2 separate regions of the Larimichthys crocea genome follow, and region 2 is linked to region 1. The links are chromatin contacts, called in public Hi-C maps. All regions are on one chromosome and are shown on one strand. The core of a region is the stretch at or near the end of the contact, and the rest is flanking DNA. Distances in the headings are between cores, read along the strand shown. Region 1 holds the start of ly6pge (lymphocyte antigen 6 family member pge). Region 2 holds the start of slc29a3 (solute carrier family 29 member 3).

Evidence for each region. A called contact is a pair of places that touch in the nucleus more often than the background predicts.
Region 2: a contact with region 1 is called in a Hi-C map of muscle, with 4 times the contacts expected there. The contact joins the promoter of slc29a3 here to the promoter of ly6pge in region 1.

What each region holds. Positions count from the first base shown.
Region 1 is chrIII:12,208,404-12,213,859 of L_crocea_2.0, forward strand. ly6pge (lymphocyte antigen 6 family member pge) reads left to right here and starts at 2,743. Exons shown (of 3, transcript XM_010730217.3): 1 at 2,743-2,818; 2 at 4,496-4,612; 3 at 5,198-5,450. The coding sequence starts at 2,758. The coding sequence ends at 5,388. tacc2 (transforming, acidic coiled-coil containing protein 2) reads left to right here. Exons shown (of 24, transcript XM_019266260.2): 22 at 1-23; 23 at 281-401; 24 at 502-1,459. The coding sequence ends at 567.
Region 2 is chrIII:12,338,780-12,343,975 of L_crocea_2.0, forward strand. slc29a3 (solute carrier family 29 member 3) reads left to right here and starts at 2,290. Exons shown (of 7, transcript XM_019270224.2): 1 at 2,290-2,432; 2 at 3,328-3,447; 3 at 3,555-3,967; 4 at 4,965-5,047. The coding sequence starts at 3,644.

The DNA of each region.
Region 1 (5,456 bases), core at 1,493-3,992:
CATGCAGAAGAGAAACTAGACAAGTGAGTCTATATATACACTCTCATTATCACTTGTTTATTCCACCATGACAGTGTTATTTTCCCCAAAGGGAAAACACAACAATTCACTAACTACACAATGCCTCAATGCTAATTTGGATATATTATCTGTTTTTATAGATAGTTTTTATTCCATCCTGTATTGGCTTTGCTTTGTGAGGTTATACTTACTATGCTTTCTAAGCTTTTGGGAGTCGTGAGGTGACTCGTTTCTCAATGTATCACTTGTGTGTTTCCAGGGCTAATTCAGAAATAGCTCAGGTGCGAGCCAAGGCCAAGCAGGAGCAGGCTGCCTACCAGGCCAGTCTGAGGAAGGAGCAGATGAAGGTGGACTCCCTGGAGCGCACTTTGGAGCAAAAAGTCAGTCAAAATTCCTCACTAATAAAATCCTTGGATATGAAATCATTAAATAATATCCATGCAAGCAAGTATATATATTTATATAACAATTGTTCTACAGAACAAAGAGATCGAGGAGTTGACAAAGATCTGTGATGAGCTGATCGCCAAGATGGGGAAGAGTTAGCGAACACCTCCGCACCCAAGCCAAATCTCACAGAGGAGCGGTGGTGGAAAATGAAGCGGATCAGTAATATTTACCTCTCTTCCGGGGACTGATGGACATCAATGGCCAAAATGGTCTTGGAGTTAAATTTCCTACTGACTTTGTGTATACAGGATCCACAGGAATGGCTTCCTTTAAATCACTCTGTACATTTTTGATGTGTCAGTGTATCGTACTGTATCGGGGGTCTGGTTTAACGTTTTAGAATATGTATCATATCACTAATGAGTGTGTCTGAGTGTGTGAGAGTGTGTGTATGATAATGAGAAAAGTGAGAGCATTGTTTGTGGGTTAAATTATCTATAATGATGTTGCCATGACAGCCACTGAGGGAGAAGACTGTTTAACCGCTCCTGTTGTTGTCTCCTCTTAATACAAGAGAAAGATAGACTTTGAAAAAGAGTAACAGAGACTTAGATTATAATTCATAAAATGTTGATACACCACTATGAGATCACAAACTATCACAATAGTTTACTGCATGTGAGAGAAAGAAGAACTTGTAATGTTAATGTTTTTTATATACTGTAGGAAATTCCAAATATGAAAAAGACTCATCTGCATTTTTGATAGTTACTCCGTCATCCTCAGCCCGCTTCCGTCATGTAACCTTGTAGATATTTGTCATACTTGTCATAGCTTTCTCGATGAAATTGTGGGACTATTTTTTGGATTTTATTTTGATATAAAGCAAACTAATCGTGACTGTATTCAGTTGTGACCAGGAGTTATTTAATTTTGGATGGATATGTCCTAGTCCTGCTATGGTTGTTGTGTCACACTGAGGAATAACTTCTCTGCACAGCTACTGTACAGCATCTGCTTACAACGTGCAATAAAAGATGGCAATACAGCACACTGGTTTCACTCTGGTTCTTTCCTTACGTAACTGAAAGTTAGAAGGTCTATGTGAGATACCACACATCATCTGCATTTGTGTTTTGTTTAAAATTTGTGGAAGAGTGTCATAAATCAGGGTTAAAATGTGATTATGATGATTATGATGATGATGCACAGATGCATAAGACCTTTGTTTTTCTCTTACTTTAGTTATTCCCATGCAGGGGTACCACAGGGGGTACTTATGCAGTTGCCAAGATGTATGCGGAAAGATGTTTATCCGAGAAAAAAAAAAGAATTTGGGAAAATATGAATTTTTATGGACATTATTGTCCCTAGAAGAAAAATAAACACACAAATAGAAACAAAAATTGCTGTGAGGCTGATCTTTGTCATTTTGTTTTGCTACAATAACCAGTAATAAATAATAATCAGCCAACTGCGCAGGAAATACCTTCAAATCAAGTGTGCGTGACTGAGTGTGTGAAAACTAATTAAAAATAGATCACTGAAAGTAATGGATTGTTGAAAATCAAGCTTCTGCCACTTGAAGTGGTAGTATGAAACCTCCAGAACGACCCTCCATTAACAATTTCAGGATAACAGTTAATATAATAATGATGATGATAATAATAATAATAATAATAATAAGAAGAAGAAATATCTCAATTTTTACATAATAGGTAGTGTTTGGTAACATTCTGTTTAAAATGAGTTTGAAAGAACAGATTTGGAACAGGATGAGTGGGCTCTGAGAGTATATGAGATAGAAAGGAAAAGGTTAGGAACAAAAGCTTTAGATGATTGCAATGTTCAATGAACTTTTTCACATACACAGCAGTTTTTTCTTGGCAGCAGCTAGTGTAACATATTTACAAAAGCAATGTCACTGAGGCAGATGACAGCAAACCTGAAATGATTTGCTACAATTCATGAAACGGTAATGTAGAATTGATTGGTTTTGTAACTGGATAACTTTAACTGTCATATATGCCTGTAGTGATCAGTCCTGGTACAGCAGGGTGATCTAAGGACTGGACCAGGTGAAATAGGGAAGTTTCAGACTCGGGATAAATGTGGCTAGAACATAAAAGCCCCTGAGGTTAAAGGTGCAGAATGAATCTACTGCTCTGGTCTCCTGGTGTCTCCCAAACTGAAAAAAGCATCTATTGACACTCAACACTGAGCTGTGGGCCCTTGCAGGAGGCGGATATTAGCTCATCTGATTGCTCAGATTAAGCTCAGGGGGCTTTAGGAGCAAACAACCTGCTTTTCATTGTGTGATCAGGACGGCTGAGGACGACCAGCACCATGAGAGCTCTCCAGTACTGTCCTCTGCTCCTGCTATCTCTAATTCTGCTACCAACCAACAGTAAGAACTAGGTTTTTATTTTAATAACCTTCCTTTTCTTATCCCCACCTTCATCCTTCACCCCTCCTGCCTTTAGAGATGTGCTCTACCTTCTGTTTACCTGTCATTTGGATTTGGTTGGTGTCTCCCTCGAGGTACTCTTCTCTCTTTTCTAAGAATAGATGTTTGTCTGTATTTCCTGAGAGGCTGGAAACTGTACAGTGTATAACTGCCCAAAATAGCTTTCAGAACAGGAAATGTTGGACACAACAAGTCTACATTATCTTTATTTTTCAGAAAACGCTCTACATGTTTTCTAGCTCTAATACAACTATTTTATAATGAGACCTTAGTGACACTTTAATTTACGTCAAGCTTGCTAATTGCTCGTCATATCTCCTGTAATTCTCACGAGTTTTGCCTCTGTTCAGTCTGTCAACCTCCTCTGTTAACTAGTGTGCCATCTCAGCAGATAATCTCTTAATAAGCCTGGAGGCTAAGACTAATAGCATGTGTGTAGAGCGGCTGTGCAGGGGGCATTTACCATGTCATGTCAGCATACAGAGGGGTACACAAGAAGCAAAGCAAAAGAGGGAAATCAAATTCATCATCTAAGCAATCGTGGTTTGCTGTTTAAGTTCTGCTTTTTTCAGTTAAATGTCTAGTAATTTGTTGATTAGAACATTTCACCTCGCTGATCTTTACTACTTTATGTCTCTGAGCAACCTCTCTGTCTGCCAGCCAGCACAACTGAATGATGAAAGACAAGTATGGGGTAGAATGAGGTTATGCTGAATGCCTAGACAAGAGATGTGCTGCTACAAAGGCTGTTTGAAGCCTATAAGTCTAGCCCTGTTTGATCCTTTTAGAAAGCAGCACTGAAGGCTGTTTCTGAAGGGCCATTCCAGAATTTAGTAGACGGATGAAGGTTTTTTCAAAAGGAAGCGTTAAAGTGATATTTCAAAGGTCAGCTAGTTCTCAAATAACCACTCTTTCCTCTGGAGAGACATTTGAGTATTTTGTGTAGTGAAGTAGGGATCTGAAGCTTTACCTGAAAATAAGGTAGTACCTGTACAATTCTTTGCTTGATGTTGGGATGATTTGCATAAAGATAGTTAGTAATTACTGTTCTCTCTTGACTTTATGCTCACTGTCACCCAGATACTCATCAAACACATAGATCCTGTGTTGCTAAAGGATAAAAAAATATCCAGAGTTGAGACTGTTGTATACACAGCTTGATCTTAACAAGACAGTGTGTCACGATGTCTGTGTGTCAGCTGGCTGTCTTAAAAATTGCTTGGACCAATGTCTAAATATGAGTTTTTACAAAGCAGCAACATTATCAGCATTTAACTGCTTTGAAAGAAGTCATTACATGTGACACAGGGCTGAGATATTTGGTGGAAAATCCTGCATTAGCATCATAAAGCACTCCCATCAACTGATCAAAAACAAAAACATCAGGTCAGTCTTAAAATAACACAGGGCTGCATTTAAAAAAGTATTTTCCCTTAAATGTGCTTCAGTAGCTTAGTCTGGTTTGTAATATTTCCCTGCTATGCTATGTCAACTGACTGTAGGAGCACAGTTTCTTAAATTGTAATTATATAGTTTCAAAATTAAGTTATTCACATATTCCTGATATTTGATTATATTATGCATTATTATTCTGTGTTTGTTTTCTGTTTCCTCCAGGTGAGGCTCTGAAGTGTTATACCTGTATGGGCTCTAATAATGACGACTGCAACCGGCAAGGCTCCAAATCTTGTCCCAGCTATTCTGATGCCTGTGCTGTGGTGTTGGGCCATGACAGTGAGTCCAACAGTCACAGTGTAGTAACCTTTCTCTTACTAGCTATGTTTCTACCCTTTGTCTACAGATACATAAAACTGTGTTTGTATCTGTGTGTGTGTGTGTGTTTTAACGGAGGACAGGTTGCTGTCTGGAGACACATATCAGTCAGCATGGGGTCTGAGGCTTTTAAGGAAATGAAGAGCTTTGCTAGTCCGGCTCGATCAATATCCTTAATGAGGACACCATGTGTTTCTGGGTTCCTGTGTTACTGAAACAATACCTCTTCATGAGATGAAGTTAACTCACTTGACTAATATATATCTTATTAATTATCAAAAAGTGGGGCAACAGCAGAGGCCATCGTCCTGTCTGTAAATTACACACTGTTGGTGCACCAGTTTTCTCGATCACACACATAGTGTGTACTGGAGTGGACGCCCACAGACAAAGTGACAAAAATCACAATTAAGTTTGAAGAGGAAAGCTTTATAACCTGACCTAATCTGTCAGCCAGGGCAGTTTTATTATTAGAACTAGAAGGTTATCTTTGTAAGACAGCTGCGAAACCAGTGTAACTAACTTTTATCTGTGTCTTTTTGTCAGGTGGGGTGATGAAGTCATGCTCCTACAAGTCGTTCTGTAGTCAAGCCAACAGCCAAGGCTACAGAGCACCAGGTGTCAAAGTTCATTGCTGCTACAGTAATGACTGCAATGTGACGAACTTCACCTCCCGCCTGCCAGGACTCAACTATCTGCTGCTGTTTCTGCCTCTGTTCTGGTGTTTCTTTAAGTAGACATACTGTTCATGTCATCTGCAGCACACACGCCAACTATTATTTTTCTCATTTACTTCAAAAATGCC
Region 2 (5,196 bases), core at 1,040-3,539, 130 kb after region 1:
AATCACTGTTAAACAGCATCTGTGTTTTTATCAGTTACACCCAATTTTCACACACAAAAAATGCAGACCTTCTCATCCTGTCCCTCTTTTCATCACACCTCAATGGAAATTCCCTTTAGGTCCACTTAGCTTTGGAAGCTTTTAACTGGCAGGCTCTCCGGCCTTCAAATTAACAAGGTTTTAGAGACACTAATGGTGGTCTTCAAGGATTGACTCTGGGCATTTAGATCCAGCGCTCTAACCTCAGTTTTTTTTTTTTTTACGAGAGCAGGATGTGCAGGGATTCGTCAGATTAGGCTCTTACAATGAGAACAAATATCCCGGTGAGTCATCTGTGGTGAGTGTGCACTGCAGTATGGTCTAAATGGCAGGCAACACTTTGCACCTGTTTCATTAGATGCACTTCTAATTGAGGGCTGATATGTCACCCTTCAGTGCATGAGTTAATCGAACCTTTTATAATACACAAAGTGGTGAAAGAAGTATAAAAGCTGATTGCGGCTTCAACCCAACCCCTCACATCTACAAAGGATGGTTTTGTTACTTTTTAGCGAATAAATAACCAGTGAGAATTATATTATTTTGAAGGCGTGTAAAACCTATTTTAAGAAGAAACTCCATGTCATGCCAGTTCATGCATGATCGACAGCTTTCATAACACATAATCTTCTTTTTGATTATGAAGTGATGATAGTAATTTCTGAGTGTGACCATATGTGTGACATACAGTATCAAAGGCTTACACTACAAAGCTAGTTTTCTTTCATGAAAACATACAAACCTATGCACCTTTCTTAAAAACAAATTGAAAAAAATGGGAATCTAATGAATGCTTAGAATTATGTTCAGCATAATGAGTACATGGAGAGTGTGAGATCTGATTTTAGGCTCACAGTGAAATGAATAAAATGTTCAAGTGTATTATTTGTGCAGATTTGTCCTGCACAATTAGATCTGTTGTCGGCAAGGAGGAGACAGCAGGTCAGCAGCTGTGAGTTGGATAAGCTTCACATTTATTGAGTGATTCATTTGACAATGATTTGTTTAGTCCAGCGGTGTCTACTCACGTGTTATAGAGAGCCAAGAGTCTGCAAATTTACAGTCTAGTTGAAGACATAAAATCACCTGGTGTCATGTTTGACTTTTAAAAGGATTTGTAGTCATTTTTTAAATTATCATTCTTACAGGTATTGTTTTCATATTCCAGAGGGCTGTAATAAACTGCTACTGAATATGCTGTCCTGTGGTGCCCTCTCCTGGTAAAGACTCATGCTTTTCAAGAAAAGGTTGAATCTTTATTTAATAAAAAGGAGATTTTTACAATATGACAGAAGTATGCATATTTATGAATATGAATTTATAAATAAACAAACTATTTCAGTGTGCTACAATGGGAAAAATGTAAATTTAAGGATATATTTCCTGTTAAACATTTCTTTGTCCACAACAACATAGTATTCATATTTCTGAGCCAATAAGTCTGTTGATGGTGTAATGATTTGCATGTGATATTTAAAAGATTCACGAACGTTGTACATATAAATAGTATTATGTATTTGGAAACATAATACAATACACCTATTTATGAACAATTAAAATGTAGCTTTCAATACCAGGCAATGTTCCACATGGACATAGCTGTCTGCTACAAATTGTATGATCTAAAGGTTAAGTACTGAGAAATGGTTTGTAGGTTTTCTAGTATTTTTTTCTGAAGAAGCGAAAAAACTCTGTTCAGGTTTCAAGTTTCAAATTGTACATTTGAATGTGGTAAGTACAATTACATTACAGACTTGCTATAATATAAACATATACAGATTGTTATCATTCAGACTTTCACATTGCACCAATTTGTGCTTTTATTTATTTATTTTGCTTATTTGTTTGCGTTTTAAGTATTTAGTAATTAGTAGCATCTGTCAGAAAAACAGGGTATCACTTAATGCTGTATTATTTGGCAAGTTATGTCATGTCATATGTCATATATAAGTCATTCTAATTCAATTCAATTAAATCAAAATTCTAAATATGGGCTTTTATTTTGTACAAGCTGTACCGGAAAAGAAGGCTGCCGTGTATATCAGGAACAAGTGTGTCGGTTGGCCTTCAGAATAAAAGCATAGATTACTTTTTACTCTAATGATTTAATATTGACGTCCAGCGTACTTTTTGAATTATGCTCTGGCTTCGTCTAGAATATTGTTTCTTACATTTATCAAACACTTGGAGTGAGTCTGGTTTAGAATTTATGTCGATAACATTTTTATTCTGAAGGATTCCTGCCGGAAGTGTCATTGTTGTTGCTAGTTTCGGCTGAATAATTGTTTGTCAGCTGACAGAAACGCTTGCGGTTTGTGAAATGGGTTTTTTCGTTTCAGCGCAACACTTGTACAAAAAACAGGAGCGACAGGCAGTGAGTGTCCAGCAGTGAGGTATGTTTGTATTTTATTTAAACAGGTAACATGTCAGACGGCTACCTACCACTGCGGGTACTTTAGCAACACCCTCTCTTAACTTACAGGTAGTGTTAGTTTACGCGTTTGACTGCACGCAGCGAACAAAAGACTAATAAATCTTTACATGTCTCGCCTGAAGACCTTAATGAAGAAGACTAATGGCTGGTTACTGAGCAGCTGTGTGAGGGTTTTGCAGTCAACCTTTGAAGAAAGCAGCTGTCCTCAGACACCACGGACACATTGTTCACTGTTGTCTGAAGTGTAATTGACTCCTCTTGGGCAAACATCATGTGAATACTGGTTCCTCATTAGTGGTACACATGATACTTTAGGATGCAAGATCAGCTTTGTTACTGTCACGTCAGACTTCCTTTAACCTCCTTAAATAGTTAAAGTAACAACCTCATATTGTGTAAGCAAGTGGTGCTGGTGGAAGTCTATTTCTGTCCAAGTGCAGCAGCTCTCTCCATCTCATGACTGTTTCCTCCATGCATCATTCACAACCTTTTCTCACGCGTGAGCTTTCAGTATGCAGAAAAGTTGCAGACGTGAGATGACACGGTCAGCACAATGAGTCAAACAATCACATGCCTCGAGAGAAAATGCTGTCTCCCTGAGAGAAAATGTGTGTCAAATGCTGGTGTGTGGCTTTATCCAATGGAGCATTTACCACAGAAGAATCCCACAGTGTGGAAATTGCCACGCCGTGACTCGTATTGATTCCAGCACTGCATTAATATTGTTGTTAAAGCTTTCAGAGTACAGCTTCTCCATTTTTGTTCTTATAAGACATTATTAGGAAAATACCTGTCACTATGTCCAGATTTGAATGATCATTTTCAAGGTTATATGTGACTCCTTGCACTTGCAGCATCACAGGATCTGGACAACTGGACTGATCTCCACCCACTACAGCACAGATATCCCTGCAGACTATGGCTGCACAGCATACACAGTCTGTTTTTTACTCTCTGGACAAGCACACGTAAATGTAAGAATCTTAAAACTTATTGCAATAACATTATTTCGTAGCGTTGTTTTTTTTCCTCCTTTTAACTCATGTTTTTCTTCTTCTCCTTCACAGCTTTCTGCTTTTGGCTTTCTGTCAACACTTCCTGTCTTCCACTTTCTCAACCTTCCCTTTTTCCTCTCGTCTTCACTCTGTGAGAATCCTGTACTCTGTGAAAATGGATGACACAGAGCCGGTGCAGCCCAGCCTCAATTCCTCCTATATTCCAACTGGTCTTGGCAACCACCAAACATCGGAGGATGAGGAGAGCGAGGACCAGAGTCCCACTACATCACTCCTGCCAAAGCATTCCTCAGTGCCTCTGGTGGTGCGCTACAATCCAGAAGACTCTTACTGTTTGGTGTACATCATCTTTTTTCTGATGGGCATCGGCTCCCTGCTGCCCTGGAACTTCTTTATAACAGCTAAACACTACTGGCTCTACAAACTGAGTAACAACACTGACCACAGCAGCAATAAGGAGCAACGTTCAGACCTCAGTGTGAGTGAGAGGGACATAAAATACAACTGCAGCTATGCTTGTTGTGTGTGTGAGTGTGCACACTCAGGAAGATTTTGTGTGCTTTTTATAGTACTGTGACAATCCTGTGACCGATGAGAACAATGAGTGTCCTTTCACGTCTGACAGAGAACCCTTACAACGTAATTAGAAATGCCAAGAGGCTTCTTGAGGTTCAAACAAAGATGATGTTTAAGTCAGGGTGGTCAAATAGATCTGCCTGCAAAACATGTGGAATTTTTCTTTATTTGTTTTGAATGTTGTGGAGGCAGGCTGTATCTGTACACACACTTAGAAAGACTAGCCTTTGTCGATGCGGTGTGTTGTGATTATGGTTCCCACAGATCCTTGAAAGTATACAGATTTAGGTGAGAAATAAACCAGGGCCTTGAAAGATCTTGATAATAGACATAAATAGACATGGGTCATTAAAAGTGCTTCAGGTTATATATTTTGTGCAAGACTAGATGTTACATTTTAAAAACTATTTTTTCAAAATTAGTATAGGCTACATTCTCCTAGTGTTGAAACAGTAATTACCCATGATCCTTGTCTCAAGCTATGCTGTGTTGGGTCATTGAATTTGAGGGAGCTGTGCCTTGACAAGTCCTTGAATTCAATGGTTAAGAAGGTGTAGAGAACCCATGTGATAGTCAAGTAAGCACTAAAGAATGTTGTTGAGATTCTCAACAAAGGACTGTCTTTGAATGAATTGTGTACTTGCCAATGCCAGGTTGTTATTTTAGACAAGACAAACAGCTGATAGTAGTCCATGAACCGGTCAGGATGGATCTGAGAAAAATGCTTGATTGACCTCATTTGATTTTATTACAAATCCATAGCAGAGATAAGGAAGAAACAATATCGGTTTCATCAGATATTTTTGAGTTTCTCTCCTCTATTTTCACTTCCTCTTACTTTTCTTGAGACACTGTGTGAAGCACATTCAAATGTTTTGTCTTTCTCTAACTGTTCGCAGGACTACTTTGAAAGTTACCTGTCCATTGCCTCCACGGTGCCCTCGGTGCTGTGTCTGGTTCTCAACTATCTCCTAGTTAACAGGTTTATTCTCCACGCTTACACACACACACACACACACACACACACACACACACACACACACATATCTCTTATCTCTTATCTCTGGATGTTAAAACATCACATTTATCCAATCTATGGACTCTTTATTACAATAATGTAATGAACTCTGT